2 separate regions of the Callithrix jacchus genome follow, and region 1 is linked to region 2. A link is a contact called in public Hi-C data. All regions are on one chromosome and are shown on one strand. Each heading gives the region's core, a stretch centred on a gene start, on an enhancer-like site or on the middle of the called end of the contact. The rest is flanking DNA. Distances are from core to core; before and after follow the strand shown.

Region 1 (3,713 bases), core at 943-3,442, 870 kb before region 2:
ACAATAAGCTGAAGTGTTCATGTTTATTACTAACACAGCTTCCCTTTCCCCAGTATTCTGATTCAGTAGGTATTGGATAAGGCCACCAATCTTCTATTATTAAATATTCTAAATGATTCTTATCTTCAAGGAAGTTTGGGAAATTAGATGTTCTGTAGGGTACTTTATATTCAACCTGCATATTTTATGAAATGTTATTTTGACTCTATTGATGAAATTAATATAATTTTGCAATCATATAGTACTTTTCCTCATTCACAGCAGAATGACTAATAGTCCTTACAGTATGCCTAGGAGATGATACATTTCTTAATGAAACATCATAATTATACTCTCCTCTTTCATGGAAAAAAATCCCACATAAATTTATCATTACATATCTGCATCCCTCTGCAAGAAATGAGGCAAAATCCATGGTATCCGGGGAGGAAATGAATCATGCTTAGTTTATCCTAAGTCTTACTGCTTTTAGATATTTAATAAGGACAGTTATACACATATGACCAGTCATACTATCTTTAAGGTAAGGATCTAGAGTCGATGTGAATCTGAGTGGGACTAATTACCCACTAACAGCATGATGCCTGGTCTCACACATTTTTGTTCTTTGTCCAAGAAACCATGTAAAGAAATTATGCAGAAATAAGTAAAGGAGCTAATGACATAGCTATTACTGTATGAAGATCTAAAGACTCTATTCTCACATAGCAAATGAACCATAGCTGCTTCTAATAGGTTAGCAACATTCCTGCAAATAAAGTAGCAGGCTTGTATCATGAGAATATATGCTGGCTACATTTTTGGCTAAGAAATGTCTGGGGTGGGGCAAAGTATGTTCCTGCTCAAAGCAAGAAGAAGCTTGCTACAATCCTGCACCTGGACATGCATTAGGAGGCTCCTCCAGGAGGGACTAAAGAAGGAATGGGTGTGGTCTGGCAGAGATAATTATTTTCAGAACTGAAAGTCTTCAGGAACTAACCATTTCTCAAGAAAAGATTTTGGCCCAAGTGCCAGAGAAGGTCTTACACTATAGAAATCTTCACTTTTCATACTCTGATGTTTCTTGAGATGCTCAGACTGAAAATTGAGCTTTACATGGAAGAAGAGGGTCACCTCTATCACTGTGTACCGTGTTGCCTATCGAGTGCAGGTTTGTGCAGCACCTACTTCTAAGGTCCTGCGTATCTAACTCTGCTACGTGTGTTACCAAATTTGGTAGCTTAGTGTGCCTATTGAGTGCTTGAAATGTGACTTTTCCCAATTAGGTTACACTATATGTGTGAAATACACACTGATTTTGAACATTTGGTATGAAAAAAATGTAAAATATGTCAGCTTTTATATTGATTACATGTTGAAATGACAATATTTTGGATAACATGGTAAATAAAATTCATTTTACCTCTTTCTTTTACTTTTTAATGTAATTACTAGAAAAATTTAAATTATATATTGATTTGCCTAGCAGTTCTGTTGGATGAGGCTGATCTAACATCTTTTTGTAATTCAGAAATGTATGATAATTGTACAGCCAGTAGGAGGCAGTAGAGCACAGTGGTTCAGACCATGGGCTCCTGGCCAGGCTGCTAGAGCTCCCCACATCAGCTCTGGCACATAATTACTGCCAGACCTAGCAAATTATTTAATATCTCCATGCCTCAATTTCCTTACCTTTAAAATGAAAATAATAGTGGTACCTGTTTTAATATGGTTGTTAAGAATATTAAGCGAATTAATACATGTAAAATACATAGAACAACATCTGGCAAATGGTATTAGTAAGGGTTCAAAAATGAGAGCTGCTAAAATAATAATATTATTATAGATACAGCAAATACAGCACTCTTTCCCCTTTTCTATCCTCGTCACCTCAAGGGCCTGAAGCCTCCAAGTTGGAACCTGTGGGTAAAGCATCTACCCCAGTTGGTACTTTCCAGCCAGGGAGCCTTCCCAACTATCATTCCTTGACTCCATTGTGGCTCTTATGCTCTGGAAGTCCCTCCAGATGGTAGAGGAAAGAAAGAAGATGAAAGAAGGTGCTTATGTCCACAAGCACACTAGTAGTGACCCTTCACTCAGTTCTTTTTTCAATTTGCTTAGAGGACCCTGGGGATCATCAATCTCTCCCCTTTCTCATGTCTCAGTTTGCTGCCTCTACCCAAGCCTCCACCAGGCTACCTGGTCTGAAAGATGGGAGACCGGAGAGACTATGAGCTTCGGGGACAGGTTCCGCTCTGCTGGCTCCTGGAAGCCCCAGGCCTACTCAACCATGCAGACATTTGCTGAGGAAGAGGGAGCCTGGAAGCTTTCAGGTGACTCTTATTAAGCCTCAGGGAGGTCATTTTTCCCTCACTTTTTCCTACTACAAAAACATAGGGATAATAACACTCCATAATAAAAAGCATCAGGGCATCTGTGCGTGCTCTGCAGAATGGCATTTGTGGTACCACTCACATTGTGTGGAAGAATAAAAGAACAGACAACAGTTCAGTAATGAGGAGGCATTTAGCCCAGGGCATGTTTCACTGAAAAAAAATCACTAACTAGATAGAAAATTCTCTGAATTAAAAGCAGGACTTATTCTGGAAATTTGTTTTTGTTGTTTGGAACTCACTTTTTCAATAGAATCAATACTGTAAGGGATGGCTTTGATTTCAAGATAACTTGCTAAAGCCACTGCCACAGTCACAAAGGGTCAGGAGTGTAGTTGGAGAATTTTATTTTATAAGACAGATAATGAGCAGGCAGGCTTTTTTGGTATTAGAAAGTAATTCTTCCTTGTACGGCAGGATTTACCTTATGTTTCCCTAATAAACGGCCATAAGACACATTTTATGTATGCATTTCTAAGGAGATGATTTACATAAGATTTTTCCAGAGCGAGTCTCCAGGAGCACTCTGCATACCTGAGCTTCAAGGCCAAGTTCACAATCATCTTCAGATTCCTTGGATTGTGCCAACCTCTATTTCTCCCTTGCCCTTAGCAACTGCAATGTGATATTTTTTTCTGATACGTTTTCTTGATTGGGATATAATGGTCTTGAACCTACGTTTTGGTTCCCTTGACATTGGTGTGGTTTTTATGCTCTTAAGTGATGCCAATTTGATACCTTTGGTTTCAAGTTCAGGATTTGATATTTTATCAGCACATCGAGAAGGAAGCACACACAACAAAACACATCTATCTGCTTTATGGCCTGGCCTTATCGCTATTGTCTGTGGCAGAACTTAGGCTCCATGCTTTTGCGGGGAGGAGTTTGTGAACAAGGTCTGATGAGGCCTGATTTAATGCAGCTGTCATATCTGCAGGAACGGTTCAGGGAGGAACACATCACTAATTAAAGACAGAAAATATGAGGCACCTATGAGAAAATGAGAACACAGTCCGTGTTGTTAGGGCTGTCACTCACAGGGAGATTTTGGGACCCTTTGTATCAGGCTTGCCAGCGTAGTTGTTAAAAGGCAGAGGCCTGGACCACACCTCAGATGATGCTGCCTCAGGATATAGGCATTTTTAACAAGTTCCTCAATGGAGCCTGATACCCACTAAAATTTGAATCCTTCTCAATCAAAGTCTTAATACCTTCTCCCCTACTTTCTTCTCTACTAAATATAAAGTTCTCTCTCCCTTTCACTGAATACAAAGTGTTTAAGGTATTCCCAAGTCCCAAACTGACTCTATGAGTTGGTGTGGATGAAAATCCACAGGAGCA
Region 2 (3,580 bases), core at 178-2,677:
AGAAACAAGTTACATTAGATCCTTGATAGAAGAAAGATTTTTTTCTTACATCTAAGAAGATGTAAGTGGAGCTTCTCAAATCACTTTCAACAACTCAGAGCTACCTCTAGTTTCTGTGTGCTGAATCTCTGCCCAAGGCATTTTTAGGAGGAATATGAAAACCTAGTAGTTTGCATTCCAGTGTGTTGCAATAATTTTGAAACACTAAGCAGTATATTCTTCCTACTTTTATCTTTCTTCACCTTCCATTCTACCTATTCTAAGCTCATTGTCTGATAGAGGATAAGATCACAGAAAGTAGAAAAGAAAGGAATATTTTCCTGGCTTTGGACTTTCAAAGACTGAGATGAAAGGTTTAGAAGAAAATGAGATGATTTCTTGGTAGTTGTCCTCATTTATACCTCCATCTCCGATCCCTTCACCCCCTCAAAGCCAAGAATTCCCCAGGCCTGGGGGGAGGGTTGGGAAAATAGGTGGTGGGAAGTGATGTGAGAGAAAGGTCCTCCTGGAAGATGCCATTCACCTCAAGGACATGAGTAAAAGCAAGTTTAAAACCAGCCAGCCTTCACCCAAACAAGGACGTACATTAGGGCTGTGCTGTGCTACCTGTCCATCCTTCAAACTGGCAACTAGTGAGAAATTTCCTTCCACAGCATGCATTTTGGCACTGGAGTTCCATCATTTTCTGCCAAGTTACTATAGATAACTACCTACTTCAGTGGTTTTCATACAATAATGTGTATAAGAATCACTTGTGGGGGCTTGTTAAAACACATATGGTCAGGCTCCACCACTGGTGTTTCAGATTTAGCAGGTCCAGGGTACAGACAGAGAATTTGCCTTTTTAACAAGTTCCCCAGTGATGCTGATGGTGTAGGTCTAGGTACCACACTTTGAGGAGTGCCCTAGGTAATGCATAGGCCATTTTACTTAACAACTTTACATACAAGTATAGGACCTTAACCACATTTCCTATCCCCTCTGTCCCTCAGTTTATATGTTAAATTAAAAAACAAGTATATTACCTATCTCACACAGTTGTGGGTGAAGATTAAATGAGATGTTGCTACAATATTTAGCAAGGGAATTGGCTTATGACACGTAACATTGCTGGTTATTTTTATTCATAACAACACTTAATATAAACCCTCTCCCCTAATTGTTTTTAATAAATGTTTTCTGGCTAGCTGAATTGTCACTGAACTTTGAGAATCCCAAAAACAAGTTGGGTGAATCTACACACTCCTGTCCCCACCTCTGTTCCCATGTCCATACCCTAACAATGACAGGACCAAGAAATTACCCTCTGGTCTCTCCTGCCTGAAGCCTGAGCATGTGTCCCTCTAAACCCACTTCTCCAGACCCCGCTAATGAAATGTAAAGAATGTCAGCAGGCAGCAGGCCTCCGTGGTTAAGAAAAGGAAACCAGGAGAGGCAGGCTTCCAGAGATGTGGTCCCAGTAGGAATTCAGAATCGCCAGTATTCTTAGCTCCTGCTTATCTTGGATTGGGCCTTTGTTAGATTTTTTGTTTGTTTTTAAAACTAAGCAGTCTTGTGAAAATCAGCTTCTCAGTAAGCTGTATAAGCACTTCCTGGTTACCCATGATATGAGAATAACCTTTAAACTATTTCCATTTCTAATCTGGACTGGAAACAGGAAACGCATTGGATACAGCTTTAAACAACAACAACAAAAAGGAACCCAAAGATAAACCTAACTGTCCCAGAGTTCAGAAGAGGTTTATGCTAAGTGTTAGAAGGTTCAGATTTAGTGAATCCTCCCCCACTTTCTGCCATTCCAGAAATTCCTTTTAGAGGAGGGGAGAAGAAAAAAAAAAAAAAAAAGGTAAGAAGTTGTACTGAATTGCACAGCACTGCCATCTTCAGGGCCAATGAGGAAAATTTCCCAGGGTCAGCCAGATAAATCATCTTCCTAAACACTTCATTGAAATATAATCAGATGGTTAAAAATTTGACAGCAGACAGACTGGAACAGATTTTTCTACTGTTTTCAATGTTTGAAAAGTTAGTAGACACAGCTTTTGGTGGTGTATGCACATTTAAAAAATATTTGCTGATTGAAAAGCCATTGACAATAAATAGGAAAGTTTAAATAGCTCAAACTGCATTGCCAAATGATGGGAGTAACACAGGCACAAACATATTGTTCAGAAAAAAAAAATTCCTTAAAAAGAAAAGTATGAATCGAATGATTTAGAAGTGCTGTTTGAACAGATGGTGTGATTAACAACTAGTGTGTTAGCCATCTCAGGAGCTTACAGAGAAGTAAACAAATGCAAGGGGAAAAAAAAAACTTTATTTCCCCAAAGAGTGTTTAGTTCATTTCTTTATAAAAATTTAGAAGTCTGCATTTTGAAAGTTGGATATCCCTGGGGATATTGGAAATAAGAATTGAGGGAAGTCTTTTTGGAGAAAGACCGCATTAAGACAAATGTTGATGCTTCCCATACAGGCTAAGATGTACAGTCATCCAAAATGCTGGAGGCAGGTGGTGCTGTGCAGAACACAATGTCCGTGGAGAAAGAAGGCTAGGTTCTCACCCTGGTTGTAGCCCTACCTGCAGCTGACCTGGAAGACCAGCCTTGTTCTCTCTAGGCTTCAGTATCTTTCTTTGGAAAGTAAGAGTAAGAACCAGATGAGCTGTTAAGCTCTGCTTCAAAAACTTTAATATGCACCTGGGGATCTTATTAAAATGCAAATTCTAACTCTTCGGCCTGGGGTAGGGTCAGAGAGTTTCACTTTCTACTGGGCAATGCTGATGCTGCTGATCCACAGGCCACATGTTTATTACCAGGGTTCTAAGTCCTTCCAGTGATGATACTCTGTCATTTTCTGATATTCCAGGTGTTGTTCAGGCAAGAATAGAAGACCAAGTGTCTACTTCCCTAAGGTATATGACTCAGAAAAGGGTAAATATATATATGCATAAATACATAATAAGCCTGCCTAATGCTGAATTGATGTTAAAAGTAAATCAAGTATTTATTTGCGTTATGTAATTAACAATGGAATTTGACTTTTGTGAGCAGGAGAGTGAAGGGGTAGTCCAGAGAATTGGATGTGGAGACCAGATACTATATAGGTATGAGATGAGGGGGAGCTTGAGATTGGGAGTTTCAATCATTCACCAGCATCCACATAGCATATTCAAGACAGATCCTGAGACTTCACCAGAATTTGACACTTTTGCTCTGTGAAGGGCACTGTTAAGAAAATAGAAGAACTGAGAAAATATTTGCAAATTACATATCCTACAAAGGACCTATAAAAATTTAGAAGTCTGCATTTTGAAAGTTGGATATCCCCAGGGGATATTGGAAATAAGAAGTGAGGGGAGTCTCTACATATCCAGAATGTATAAAAAAATTCTCAAAACTCAACAGTAAGGAAATATCCCAATTTAACAATAGGCAAAAGATTTGAACAGAGACTTATCCAGAGGAGAGATATGGGTGGCAAATAGAAGATGCTCAACATCACTAGCCACTAGAAAAACACACATTATAATGATGATGACATACCACTGTACACCTATCCAAATGGCTAACATAAAAAATAT

Evidence for each region. A called contact is a pair of places that touch in the nucleus more often than the background predicts.
Region 1: a contact with region 2 is called in a Hi-C map of skeletal muscle, with 5 times the contacts expected there. The contact joins two enhancer-like sites. A contact is called at or near these places in 2 of 3 Hi-C or Micro-C datasets (both in skeletal muscle).

What each region holds. Positions count from the first base shown.
Region 1 is chr6:69,723,015-69,726,727 of calJac240_pri, reverse strand. The region is part of intron 13 of ITGB6 (integrin subunit beta 6); the gene reads right to left. Among named protein-coding and RNA genes, the nearest start is that of PLA2R1, 39 kb to the left of the region's middle. Within about 2 kb of position 2,192, at least 1 of the 16 cell types and tissues checked has an H3K27ac peak or open chromatin away from gene starts, as enhancers often do. A contact at or near this core is called in skeletal muscle, where this site is marked.
Region 2 is chr6:68,847,803-68,851,382 of calJac240_pri, reverse strand. No RefSeq gene overlaps it. Among named protein-coding and RNA genes, the nearest start is that of TANK, 170 kb to the right of the region's middle. Within about 2 kb of position 1,427, at least 8 of the 16 cell types and tissues checked have an H3K27ac peak or open chromatin away from gene starts, as enhancers often do. A contact at or near this core is called in skeletal muscle, where this site is marked.